Linked DNA regions of Bombyx mori: region 2 is linked to region 1. A link is a contact called in public Hi-C data. All regions are on one chromosome and are shown on one strand. Each heading gives the region's core, a stretch centred on a gene start, on an enhancer-like site or on the middle of the called end of the contact. The rest is flanking DNA. Distances are from core to core; before and after follow the strand shown.

Region 1 (7,135 bases), core at 4,222-6,721:
TACTTTTCGTGTATTTCTGTATTGCACAGTCATCTTTGGATTCTTAAGTAACATAATTACCGAAAGCATTTCCGAAGTAACAAATCATTCAAATGTGGCCTTAGAATTGAATACAGTAAACAATGAGATACTTTGTGTTACAAAGTTTAAAGCGTCTCTAAAGACCTCAGATCCAACAAAGGAACGGGGATCAAGGTCAAAAGTTACATATTCATTTACAATTAAATTTGGTAAAATAATTATTAGTACACCAACAAGATAACGCATGTCTCAGAACTATGTACGACTTTGGTACAGTAGATAAAACTCATTCAGACTGATAAGTTGAGATAAACATAGTACAGTGAAATGCATATGAGTAACTTCCCAGTTTCTTTGCTGTTTTTACACGCACGTAATCTGATGCGGCCATGATGTATTGGCAACAACGAACTCACTGAGTTTCTCAACGGATCTTCTCAGTGGGTCGCGTTTCCGATCCGGTGGTAGATTCTGCGAAGCACGGCTCTTGCTAGGGTTCGTGTTAGCAACGTCATCAGGTTTGAGCCCCGTGAGCTCACCTACTAAAGTTAGGGTTACGCTGACATAGCCCCTAGGGCTATCAGCTTAGGTAGGAAAAAAAAAAAAAAAAAAACAACGAATTCACTGAGTTTTTCACCGGATCTTCTCAGTGGGTCGCGTTTCCGATTCGGTGGGGTAGCTAATGGCTAGTGTTAGCAACTTCGCAAGGTTTGAGCCTCGTGAGCTCACCTACTCGTCCGGTAACGCTGATATAGCCTCTCAAGGCTATCAGCATAGGTAGAAAAAAAAGCAATAACGCATTTTGACCAAAACACGGATTGCCAACTCCAAATTTGTACACGTTAATCTTTCCTAGATGTTGAAATATCGAATGTAAATAAGTTAGCTTAGTTATTATTATTTAAGTAAACTATTTACAGTCGATCAATTCGTAATGACGATAAACTCTTGAGAGTTCAGAAATGTTAAAGATTGTAGAACAGAAGGTCTAAAAATCTCCGTCGTGCACATTTTTATACGTATATTGATGAATCGAAGCTATCGTTATTTAAAATCTTTAATTGTTTTGAAGTATTGATGCCTTATATCTTATTTTTTATTTTATTACTAGCTGACCCGGCAGACTTCGTCGTGCCTCAATCGATAAATAAAAGATCTAAACTTTTGTATAAAATAAACTTAAAACAAACAAAAGGAATCCATCCGACGGGGGACACATCAAAGGAAAAACAAAATTGACATTTTTATTTAATTCCGAACATTTTCATATTATTATCTTTATTTACCTTTTAAACCTTCTCTGGAGTTCCACAAATAATTCAAGACCAAAATTAGCCGAATCAGTCCAGCCGTTCTCGAGTTTTAGCGAGACTAACGAACAGCAATTCATTTTTATATACAGTCAAACCTGGGTAAGTGAGAACTGGATAAGTGAGAAAATGAAAAGAATGAGAGTAATAGCCAGGACCCGTCATTTTAAGCTCCTAAAACCTCTATTAGCGAGAAACGGAAACTTTTGTAAGAGACAGCCGTTTTTCCCTCATGGACCTCCGTAAGTGAGACTGCTACTTATCTATACCTCTATAAGCGACAGTCGAGCTGTATTTATTTATAGTATTTAGGAGAAACAAATGACAAAACAAATTAAAAATGTAAGATCTGCTATTTTATGACTCTTGTATTGTTTTTTCCTCAATATTGAACCTGTTCTATTTCGTGGAACTAAATATCTAATATAAATAATTTTATCGCAATCTTTTCGAATGGACACGTGTGCCTGTGTACTTTCCTGTTTGTCGGATAGTTTATCGAAAACCAATTGTGAAGGAATGTTCTGTTCTGCATCATGTCAAAACGGAAAATTAAAGTACTGTCATTATGTGATTTACTTAAAATACTTACTGATTTGAACTAAAATAGTGAATGCGTTTGAATCCGGAAAATCGCGAAACGAAATTCAGAGGGTCGATTAGCGAGAAACTCGGGTTAGTGAGAAACCTCTATACGCGAGAATGAGATTGTGCTCCCTTGAACTCTCGCTTATCCAGGTTTGACTGTATATAGATTGTTATTTTATACTATGATTACCACCAATCTTTTATAATATAATATTAGAAAGCGGCTGAGAACCGTATCAGTAAATTATTTTAATTCGATTTTAGAAAGTCCGGATAATTTAAGTTTAGAAGTAAGTATGTATTAAAACCAAAATCAATGTTTATTTATTCAAATACATTCATATTATTAGAATATTCATATAATTATACGCTTCTAAATAATGTAGCATAGGTTTCAGTGTAGTTACAACGGCTGCCCCACTCTTCAAACCGATATTCATTACTGCTTCACGGCAGAAATAGACAGGGTGGTGGCATCTACCCGCGCGCACTCACAAGAGGTCCTACCACCAGTAATTACGCAAATTATAATTTTGCGGGTTTGATTTTTATTACACGATGTTATTCCTTCACCGTGGTAGTCAATCGTGAACATTAGTGGAGTACGTATTTATTAGAAAAATTGGTACCCGCCAGCGGGATTCGAACACCGGTGCATCGCTAGATACGAATGCACCGGACGTCTTATCCTTTAGGCCACGACGACTTCAAATATCTCAAGATATGTGGCGACATTTACGTCGTAGATGTCTACGGCCTCCGGTAACCACTTAATACCAGCTCGTCCACCCAAATAAGCAATAAAATAAATAAAAAAGTTCAGCGAGCGTCTACACGGTATGGACTCGTGTCGAGACTACGCGACGAGAGCGGACGAGAGCCACACGCGACAACGAAACGAGCGTGTAAAGCCGGCATGACATGACATAAAACATTGATAACATACTTCAATCGATGGTTCGGCAGCGAGCTTGTGGCATCTCGCATGAGAAGCACGCGCGACGCAATTATGTCACGAACGACACGAGCGCAAATTAAACTGGCAAATTGGATTTTTTCATTACTTAGATTAGTGGCAAAGCTCACGGTCAACCTAGTGTTAATTGTTACTGGAGCCCATAGACATCAGCAACGTAAACGCCGCCATCCACATCGAGATATGAGTACTGCTTGAGGCAGAAATTAGGCAAGGTGGTGATACCTACTCGTGCGGGCTCACAAGACGCCCTACCACTGGTAATCACGTCAAATATAATTATCAATGAAATTTAACCAAGCAAATAACGTAAACACAATTAATACTGGTAATTAATAATAATAATTTTTACTGGTGGTAGGACCTGTTGTGAGTCCGCGCGAGTAGGTACCACCGCCCTGCCTATTTCTGCCGTGAAGCAGTAATGCGTTTCGGTTTGAAGGGCGGGGCAGCCGTTGTAACTATACTGAGACCTTACAACTTATATCTCAAGGTGGGTGGCGCATTTACGTTGTAGATGTCTATGGGCTCCAGTAACCACTTAACATCAGGTGGGCTGTGAGCTCGTCCAACCATCTAAGAAAAAAATAAATAATAATAATAATTTAAAACCATGATTAAATTTCAGAGAGAGTCATTAAAATCTATGGGCTTAGTACGTAACTTGCACGGAGCAAACAGAATATCGCATGAATCACCGCGTCAGTCTTAGCCGGCTCGATAGATTCGAGTTTTGAAAACCGAATCGACAATTACAAAACTGGTATTCGAAACACGTTTTCCATGGCATTCACGAACTTATTATTCTGTACTATTTTAATGTAACAGCCACGCCTCGTTGTGATTGTTATATTTTTTTTTGTCGTCGATATTAAGACTATATATGAAATCGAAATTTCTCGTATCTGCTTGGCGGTTAAAATCAAGCTGGTCAGTAAGCGTAGTAAAATTCATGAAATACCCCAAGCTGTCGAAACTTTTTTTTTTTTATTGCTTGGATGGATGAACGAGCTCACAGCCCATCTGGTGTTAAGTGATTACTGGAGCCCATAGACATCTACAACGTAAATGCGCCACCCACCTCGAGATATAAGTTCTAAGATCCCAGTATAGTTACAACGGCTACCCCACCCTTCGAACCGAAACGCATTGACTACTAAGACGCGACCCATAGCAAGTCGGTGACGCCATTAGAGACATTTTCAGTACCTACTGCCAAATTTACAAACGTTAACCCTGATACGATTATAATAAGAGCATCTTTACATTTGGAAGATGTTAATCGTGCGTAATTTAAATAAATTAAAATACCTACATAACGTTTTTATTGGAATTTGAGGTTTTGGGAAAGCAAGAAAGATTATTTTCTTTTGTATGCTTTCAATTACTTAATGTAGGTTATTTAATTGTAAACATAATTATAAAGGGTTCCTATCACGATTTTTGTTTTTAATGACTTTCCGATATTTCTACACAATCCACTTGTGATATCAGATTAATAATAATATTAGCTATTTTATATTTTAATGTTGTGTCCACAGTTTACACGGATGAGTTTGACATTTTTGAAACAGAAACGTTACAAGTACCGAAAATGAACGAAAAAGTTTCTCCGACATGTAAACAACAATGTATAATCAATTGTTATTACGGTATCGCAATAAAAACGGTACAAAAAATGTTGTTTCGCAGGTTGGCTGCCGGCTGGCGCCTTCATACCGCGAGTGGCGATGGCGGGAGAGGGGACTCGAGGGGAGGGGTGCTGCGGGGGGTGTGGCGCTCAGCACCGAGTGAGGTCAACCTCGGTGCATCGTAGTGATGTGGATCACATTTAATAATTAATTTCGTTGCTTAATTCTGCAAAAAGCGACAACGGTCTAACTAATGGGACAAAAGTGGAGACCCCAAGCGAATAATCAATTCAATTTTTTTTTTATTGCTTATATTTGTGGACGAGCCCACAGTCCGCCTGGTGTTAAGTGGTTACTGGAGCCCATAAACCTCTACAACGTAAATGCGCCACCCACCTTGAGATATAAGTTCTAAGGTCTAGGTATAGTTACAACGGCTGCCCCACCCTTCAAACCGAAGCGCATTACTGCTTCACGGCAGAAATAGGTAGGGCGGTGGTACCTACCCATGCGGACTCACAAGAAAGAAGTCCTAGCACCAGTAAAATAGGGTAGGAACGTATAGATGACACATTTTTATGTAGTCGTGTACTTAATGTAGGTCAACGAATAACATTAAGTATAAAGGAAGAATTTAATATTAATATTCAATTACAAAAAATATTTTAAATTTTGAAAAATGTTCTTGGAAATGCACGGGTTTGGTTGTTCTTTGTACGTTAAATCGGCATAATTATGTAGTACATCTGGTAAATCTTTGCGTACGTACAGTAACACTATTGTTTTCACCTACTTTAATTCTCAAAATTTTGTTAACATGAATTAAAATATTTGTCGAATTTCAATAGTACATGGACGATAAGCGAAATAACAGAGTTGAACGTTACGTTCCCAGCACTAGTGTGGACCGTCTTTACCTCCTCATCCCGCGTTCACCCCCTCTCTAGTATAAAGCGCGGGCCGACACGCGCGCCGCGTTTTTCGTTAGTGAGCTTCCATGTAACCGAGTACTGCGATACGCTCGATACCACGCGCCACAAATATTGTGAAAGTGCTGCTTGTTGTACGTGATTTGTAGAAGTGAGAGTACATTTGCCGCGAACGAGTCGCGAAGATTAAGAACAATTTCTAAACTATCGAATTCGAGAATTGTTTTTGAATTCGTCACAGGAGTGGGTTCAATGGAAGCGAGGTTCGTAACTTGCCGGAGTTTCCAGCAGATCAAGCCGCCCGAAAAGACCCTAGCGCCGCAGCCGACGGTGAAGGGCCTACTGTCCAGATTCGGGAGCCAGGCTCAAGCACTTTTCGCCCCCAAGAAGACACGTTTTGGTTCTTCGGTGGCCATCCACAAACTCCGCGAGACCAAGTGGTTTAAGCACGATGAACAGAACATATTATGCGCTGTTCTGGAATCAGGATTCATCCTCGAAGTGCGAGCTCAAGACCCTTTGCCGCCAGATTCGACTCTCTCACCAGACTACCATATGTACGCCGTCGCCATGTGGAAGAAGGGTAAAGGTGTGTACAGTTTTCGATCATAGATTAGTATTGAACCGCTTTTGACTGATTTACGAATTGCGAAACATTGAAATGAGGGCGTTATAGCCAATGCATACGTGTGTACAATACGAGTCTCGAGGCGAGACTAAGATTTACTAAATAAAGTTGGCATGGTGCAGTCATGGCCGCACGTCGCGTCGCCGGTCGCATACACAATAGCATTTGTAAATAATTCATGTAGAAACGTTTACGCCTACGCTTGAATGTTTACATTAATATCGGCGTGTGATGAATTTAAAATGTAATGTTAATATATGTCCGGTCTATTTAAGATATATCGATGAATGGATAGTGCCTTGCACTGATTTGAACGCGGTTAATGATTGTAAAATTAATTTAGTTCCTTAATCAAATGCTATCTAATTTTCCAACAGAAAAAACAAAGAACCCCGAACAGATAGACGTGTACACGGTTCAACAGAAAGGTGTGAGAAAACGTGTGATAAAAACAACGTTAAGCGCATTCTGGAAGCAAGACTCTGTTATACGCATCAACAACGTGGACGACAAACAGGAGACACCGAACAGCGAAAAAGATATCAGATCTAAGGTGATTAATTATAACCAAATCGTTCTCTATGAGTCCACACTAGCATACGTACCAATGCAAAAAAAAAATCAACACTTTGTCAATACATTCTTAAAAAAATCCCCTAATTTTACGAGTCGCGTCAATTTTTACGATAAGATAATCTATGCCAAGTCCATACGTGGCCTTTAAGTTTGTAACAATGTTGAAACGCTAAAACATCTTCAAAGCAACCTCAGAAGGAACTCATTAATTGGAAACTGGTTTCGAAGGAAATGACATAACACAACCTTTAGATTCACGTGTTAAAATTTTAAATGATTTCATAATGTTGTGTTATAATAACGCTACCGGTTGATACTATAAAAACGCCTTAATGTTTATGAAACATACATAAACTGTGAAGTAAACATTGTTGATAATTCGATCGTGAAGACGTGACTCGCAATTGGTTCGGCGAAGATTTTTTTATCTGTAAACGTACTCCATTTTAAATGCAAATCTAGTTTGCCTCCTTCAC
Region 2 (7,410 bases), core at 4,876-7,375, 77 kb before region 1:
GCCTTAGATAGGCCACGTCTATACGTGTTTGTGACGTGATTTTCATTTTTTGTTTTGCGCCAGATTAGACATATTCGTTAATGGCTACAATATGGTTATTTCCTTTAGCGAAGAGCACATATTTATCTGAGTAGGTGAATAAATGAAAGGTTTTATTGCTAAAATAAGTTATTGTTCTCACGACCCGTCCGGTGTTAAGTGAACATTACAATGTTAATGTCGTGATCCACCTTCAGACATGAAGCCAAAGTCTTCATTTTATAGTATGATGGCTGTTCCACCATACGAAGCATAACACATTATTGTTTCGCAGCATAAGTAGGCAGGGTGGCAGTGCATACTCGTGTGGGTTCACAACAAGTCCTGCTATGTGTGAAAATTAATCATAAAACCATTACACTAATCAATTACGTCGATTAATTATGAACAGACCAATCAGCGCGATCTATTAGTTTACAATTATAATTTTGTACTTGTTGGATTTCCACTGGTTGTACAAGTGTAGGAGGGTCAGGTGATCGGATTCGGGAACTTGGAATTTCTCTTTGACTGCGTCGGCTTCTTCCTCGCGACCTTGAGGACGGTAGAAGACTGAAGGCACCGACAGCATCGACACTGAAATTTCAAGTAATACCTTTGAATTGAAGTCGCTGTACTCCGGGAAATGGAAGCGGTATTTGCTCTCTATTTGTTAGTCTCAACAAATTGTTGTAATAATTAGGGTCCATCGGTTACTAGGGCAGATTCTCATGGCAAGACATTAGGTCGACGTCTCCGTAGCCCTGGATTGATAGCTGTCCTATCCTTCGTTCTGGAACCGGATTGCTTCGTGGCAGAAATTGGCAACACGACTGTAGGTACTTAAGACTAGACACAAAAACAAAACATGTTTAATCTATACTTATAATATTATAAAGAGGAAAGTTTTGTTTGTTTGTTTGTATTGAATAGGCTCCGAAACTACTGAACCGATTTGAAAAAAACGGTCACTGTTTGGAAGCTACACTATTCCTGAGTGATATAGGCCATAATCTTTTTTGAAAAAAATAGGCATCCTTACTAAAACTCCAATAATGTAACCCAAGGTGTAAAAAATTACCTAAAATATTCTTTACATCGCGTGCGCTGAGAAAACTATTGATGATAGAATAAAATAATGTACTACGACTTTGTCGAACACATTATTGTTTATAAAAAGTGTCGCGAAAGCGTATTTCTAACTATTATAGTTATGCCGCCATAAATGTTCTTTTATTTAAAAAAATAAAACAACGTCAAATATCGTTGAAATTTTTGTTAAAGACCCGAGCGGAGCCGGAGCGGGCCGCTAGTTTTACCTAAAAGTATCAAAATTATGCGTCGCTCTAACAAATCACGTTTTGATTCTGCTCTGAGCAGCGGAAGTCGGAGACTGACCGATGATGAGCACCTCGGCGCTGCAGCCCATGTCGGCGGCCACGATGAGCATGTGGCACTGCGCCGGGTCCAGCGGGAACTCCGCCATCTGCCGCCCGAGCGCCGTCAGCGAGCCCGTGCCGTCCAGCGCGCCCAGGATCCACAGCTGGTACATCGAGTTCAGGATCGTGTCCTGCGCCAGGAGAAAGTCGACCTCAGACTGGGCTCAGTCTACCGTGCCGCTTTTAGAATTGAAACGACTGTTTCGCGGCAGAAACGAGCAGGATGGTGGTATTTATCTGGTCGTAGGAGTTTTAGGGGGTTGGGCAGACACCATCATCCTGATATACTATAGATAGCTCGATAGATATACGATATAGATATTTTTTTATTGCTAGGTGAGTGGACGAGCTCACAGCCCACCTGGTGTTAAGTGGTTACTGGAGCCCATAGACATCCACAACGTAAATGCGCCACCCACCTTGAGATATAAGTTCTAGGATCTCAAGTATAGTTACAACGGCTGCCCCACCCTTCAAACCGAAACGCATTACTGCTTCACGGCAGAAATAGGCAGGGCGGTGGTACCCACCCGCGCGGACTTACAAGAGGTCCTACCACCAGTAAACAAGAGGTCCTACCACCAGTAAACAAGAGGTCCTACCACCAGTAAATGCTTGTTGGTAAAGATGTAGTATATGATTGTTGGGTATCGCAGAGCACTGATATAATACTCAGAGAACGCTGCTCCCCATCTCCTTTGAATCTTATAGTCGCAGTACAACCCACGGCATGATACTATACTAGGCCGGCACCACACAGTCTCTAAGACCATCTACCTAACACAATAAGATCCTAACGTCCAACCAAAACTCAAGATTGATGCGATCTAGCACCAGTCTGTACAATCCTTTAAAACACCCTTCAAGCGGGTTCGTTTGTAGTTTATTTAGAACATTTGAGTCCCCTACGTAATCGTTGGTAGCGTAAGAGGCTATTCCAGCTACGCCCGGACGGGTAGGTGATCTAACGGGCTCAACCTGAGGGAATATATTAGGACGTCTACTATTACATCTACTTACCTGTGGAGGGGGATCCATGAAGTGGAAAGCCAGTAGGTCTTCAACGCCCAAGGACTTGAGCAACAGCACGGTGTTGGCCAGGTTCGTCCTCTGTATCTCCGGCACAGTGGACGCCAGCAGCTCGTGCTGGTACTGCCGCTGCGTGTACAGACAGAAGGCCTTGCCCGGGCCGGTACGCCCGGCTCGGCCCGCCCGCTGCCGGGCGTTGGCCTGGCTAACCGGATATATCTGTTAACAGGAAATTATAACACCTAATATTAATATATAATTTCTAGACTTTTATAATTCATTTTATCGTGTAACAATAATTTTTTTATAGAAAAATAGACGGTAGTTACCATAATTTTCAATGTCGACAAATAACAAATACGTCAACGGTCCGCGATCACGCAAGCTTTCAAATATTCTAAAATAACAAATCTAATGACAATAAAGAAGGCGACGTCAAACAGTAAAAGTAGGTTAAATTTGTTAACGATTCGCGAGAACCGAAGGAAATACCGTGTAATAATATCACGTGGTGCATTTATTGACTGGTTGAAATTCAGCCGCTGAGATCTCTCTTTCAAGCCTCGCGGTGTCGATGGTCCCAGTCAAATTAAATCGACTGTTAGACCTGTTATAACATTTGAACTTCGTACCTGCAAAGCGTCCATACCGATCCTCGGGTTGTAAACTTTCAGCTTGCAATATCCGCAGTCTATGACGTACATGATCCCGTCCACGGTCAGTGACGTTTCTGTAATGACAGAGACAGAGTGTGATTTATATGTGCACGTGTGAGGGCATGTGTGTGTTTGTGGTTTTTGTGAGTTCTGGGTCCGCATTCAGCATCCGCATTCAGACTTTTTGGCGGGAACGCAAGGAGTGAAGTGTGATTTGTTTTATTTTGTCCATTTAGTGTCTCTTCAGTTTTAAATGTGTAATAACTGTGGTTTATTAACTGTTTAGTAAGTATCTGTGAAAGTGCACAAATGTGGGAAAATCAAACAGAGCCGCTGAACGTAACTTCTCGGGATCCTCCAAAAAGTCCACTGAAAAAGTCTCAGTAAATGGCCACCATTTTACTGAGATTATATTTCATACCATATCATCTCATCTCATTTCATTTCACTTCATATTATCATTTTTCATAAAAAAGAATATAAATTAAAATAAGACTTGACTTGAAAGGTCGTAGTTACCAGGTCATAGAATACCTTTAAAAAAAGTGGGTCCGCATTCAGGAGAATACGTTGACGTGATATTCCCAACCATATAATGCCTACTATGGCATCTAAAAGGCAATTCAAAATCGAAGGATCAAACGGTCTTTCAGCCATAGATAGCGCTATCGTGGATTTCGGTTTGTAGAACCTCAAGAAAGCAGGCCACATTCACGCCAAGACATATACACGATAGCCACTCCGGTAAGCAGCAAGGGCATACGATTCGATCTAAGTGACATGAATAGCCATTCCGGTAAGCAGCAAGGGCATACGATTCGATCTAAGTGACATGAATTGCCACTCCGGTAAGCAGCAAGGGCATACGATTCGATCTAGAGTGACACGAATTATCCGAATCGATTTCGATTCGATCGTCTTTTACCTGCTATATTGGTGGCGACGATACATTTCCTCTGTCCGGGCGGCGCTCGCTGGAATATCTTCGCCTGCAAGTCAGCGGGGAGCTGAGAGTATATCGGCAGGACGGTCAGGGGGGGCGCGTTGTCTAAATCGCCCAGTCTCTCTGTTAATACCTAACAAAAGTAAAGTAAAACAAGTCAAGAGTAAAAAATAAGTAGATTTATTTTCTGTCGTCAATAAATAGAAGATCACACGGCCCTAAATGTTAAATAGTGTTACGCGCTGGGGTTCGGGATAAATAAATGGTTCCACCAAAGTACAAGTTAACACTGTATTCAACACATAAAACACTTTAAAATTCTCAATTCGCCTCTTCCGCTTCGCTTCAGGTGATCCATTCACTATTTCGCTTCGAGTAGCTACGATTACTGACTGACTGCGTGCCATCTCTGCAAGTATTGTGTGTTTCCGCTATCTTACAATAGATGGAGTTGTACTTCTCGAGCGTTCTAGACACTACTAGATCCTCCGATATTCGTTCGACTATTCGGCGATAGATGGCGTTACTCTTAACGGCGTAACAATAGTATCGGATCCGATAGATGTAACTACGTGAATACTAAATCGCTTTGAACGAGCAGGTTTATTGTACCCCTCCTGCGGCACACACCTCAGCTTTGTGGTACTAATAGGAATAGCAACTGATTTGAACACTAAATACTTAGCTTATACCGCGTGTAATTCGTTCGTCTAAAGTGATTCTTGTCCATCTGATGGTTGTCTGGAAAAGATCTCTCTTAGCCATAATACCGCCCATTGTACTTTTTTGTATTTAATGTTAAGGATTTTTATTTATTTTGTATACAATAAATAAAGCATTCACACACTCTCTCTCTCTCTCTCTTATTACGAACACATTGTAACCATTTTTAAATAACTTAATAAAAGTCTTATGGGTTTGATATTGTTTGACGTCAAGCTAAAACGACGCGTGACGTCAATTGTGGCTATTCGGTATGTATATTTATTTCATCTATGGTTATGTAACTCTTCGTTTATTTATTTATTTTTTAGCACCAAATGACGACACGACGTTAAAATATCTGCGGTAATTTCGAACAGTAATTTTTATTCGCTTTCCGATTATCACCTGTTTGTACCTGTCCCATTTGTAGGTATATTGATTAAATTTTAACGTATTTACCTCGCACGTAACTTCGATGTCTTCCTGGCCTGGCATGAATATCAGAATGTCGCCCTCGTCTGGCTGCAGATGAATTTGTAAAGCCTAAAAGTGAAAATGAGAGTATGAAAAAATAAACTTTTACAATAGCTCGTTTAAGTGGAAAAATTATAATTCTGTTTTTTAATTTATAGTGATTTTCTCGAGCTTACATATATACGATATATAAATTAAAGAAAAATATATAAATGTGTTCGTCAATAATTTGTGTTGATTTCCCTAAGTCCTTTGTACAACCAAGTTAAACTAAAAAAAATGTATGTACTAGAAAATGTACTAGGCATTTTAGGAGCCCGCACGGATACGTGCCACAACTCTGTTCACTACTGCCACTGAGCAATCATGCTTTGTAGATTTAAGGTGGGATTAGCTGATACAATCAAATCCGACGATACGTCTGAAGTTGAGTGGCGGTTTGCACATTGTGACTTCTATGTGTTCCGACCTAATATTCCGGTCATACTTAATTGCGTTACCTAAAAAAAAGTACCCGGTAATTTTGTAAAATACGATCTGTCCGGTGTGCTTATTAGTGCGAGCTTTTTGACGTTCTCGATAGCGTGAAAGTTAACTCAAATCTGTATAGAGTTGGAACATTTGCCTATGTTTGCCGCTAGGGGCGCTGTTCCAATTACATACACATTTTAGTTAACTTTTTCGCTATCGAGGACGTTAAAAAACTCACACTAAGCACACGGTTCTACATTGACGACATGTCATGTCCGAATAAAAACAAACATTTTGAAATGTTTACGAAACGCGTATTAATAGTTGCAATACGTACAAAACAACATCGTATGACGCGTCAATTGAATAAGCTGACGTCAGTAGCATCTCTGACGTTTATGAGGAGATACGACTGCGCTAAATATTAAAGTCCATTAGGGGACGCTTTGATTTGAGACATTAAAAGATTGCGGTGTTTTTATTAGATAAGCATAAAACATAAGCACCGTGAATTTACTAATTATTATTTAAATACAATAATTTTTACTTTATATTGAATGATATCACGATATCCATCTTTTTTAATATCCGAAAAAAGCTATTTGTTTAGTGTGAATTAGAGGACGAAAACTAAACTAATTGAAATGATTGGAGATCAACCGTAAACTGAAGAGGTTAAGACCGTGCTCGGGGTAGATTCTTTTTTATATAAGAACGAATAGTCTAGCGTCTTGAACTGAACAAGGTCGCAGGGTGCGCTCTTGGGATAACCTTGAACTGCGCAGCCTCCAGACTGAACTCTACAGACTGTGCAGCGAAATTTATATCGATCTCGGCTTTTACAAAGTATTTTTCAGTTCGAGCTGCAATCATCCTCTTTGTGCTCGTTTTGAGAACGTTTTTAGGGAAGAGCCAATTTGATATTATACATTTCAGCGTAATCCTAATGCGGTAAAAGCGAGATCTTCAGAAATATTCTATGTCATTAATACGTTTGTCGCATTTTCACATTATTCGACAAATTTCTCATCTTGCCGTTCGTCAATAATAAATTCTATATTATTTTCCGTTCACCTTTTTATACGGTGTACACCTGTAAGTACAATAATGTCAAACTGCGGGTCAACGTCCGTTGGTCCAAGCGAATGACAAATTTAATTAGGACCATGAAATCGATAGGTGTGAAGGGCGCGCCCATATGGCTAACTAAAATTAGGACTCTTTTGTTTGGATTGAAGTTATGTGAGCTTGTTTAAATTGTATATCATTCAGTAATAGCTAATTGATTCAAAAATATACTATGTGCCTTTATTAAAGTTTGCTAAAAAGTTGGACAGTTAAACTAGTCTTCAAAGTGTGGGAGAGAATGTGATTTTATTTAATGCAATTCTATATCTGGACAAAATTTGTACGAAACATCTATCCGTCTCGCATATGTGTTTCTTCTATCCAAAATGGGAGGAAGTTCAAGCTTCAAATCTATTGGGGTAATCGGAAAACAATTTTGAAAAAAATATCGATATTCAAATCCTTCAAGCATGTACCAGGCAGGTACGACCAACCTCCACGATGAAGACATGGTATTATGAAAGAAAATTTGCGCAATCATCAGTGGCATTCAGTATTGTAAGTCCGCTCAGGAAGTATTATCATCCTGCCTGTTTCTGGGTTTGAG

What was found. A called contact is a pair of places that touch in the nucleus more often than the background predicts.
Region 2: a contact with region 1 is called in a Hi-C map of posterior silk gland, with 1.8 times the contacts expected there. The contact joins the enhancer-like site here to the promoter of LOC119629177 in region 1. A contact is called at or near these places in 4 of 7 Hi-C or Micro-C datasets (midgut, posterior silk gland, an unstated tissue and 1 more).

What each region holds. Positions count from the first base shown.
Region 1 is chr11:18,343,397-18,350,531 of ASM3026992v2, reverse strand. LOC119629177 reads left to right here and starts at 5,471. Exons shown (of 4, transcript XM_038014209.2): 1 at 5,471-6,044; 2 at 6,461-6,636. The coding sequence starts at 5,708. All of the region lies in intron 11 of LOC101737321 (pre-mRNA-splicing factor ATP-dependent RNA helicase PRP16), which reads right to left.
Region 2 is chr11:18,420,411-18,427,820 of ASM3026992v2, reverse strand. LOC101737321 (pre-mRNA-splicing factor ATP-dependent RNA helicase PRP16) reads right to left here. Exons shown (of 21, transcript XM_038014207.2): 13 at 5,250-5,333; 14 at 4,068-4,218; 15 at 3,119-3,216; 16 at 2,478-2,705; 17 at 1,417-1,588; 18 at 474-615. Among protein-coding and RNA genes, the nearest start is that of LOC101737172, 20 kb to the left of the region's middle. Within about 2 kb of position 6,125, at least 6 of the 8 cell types and tissues checked have open chromatin away from gene starts, as enhancers often do.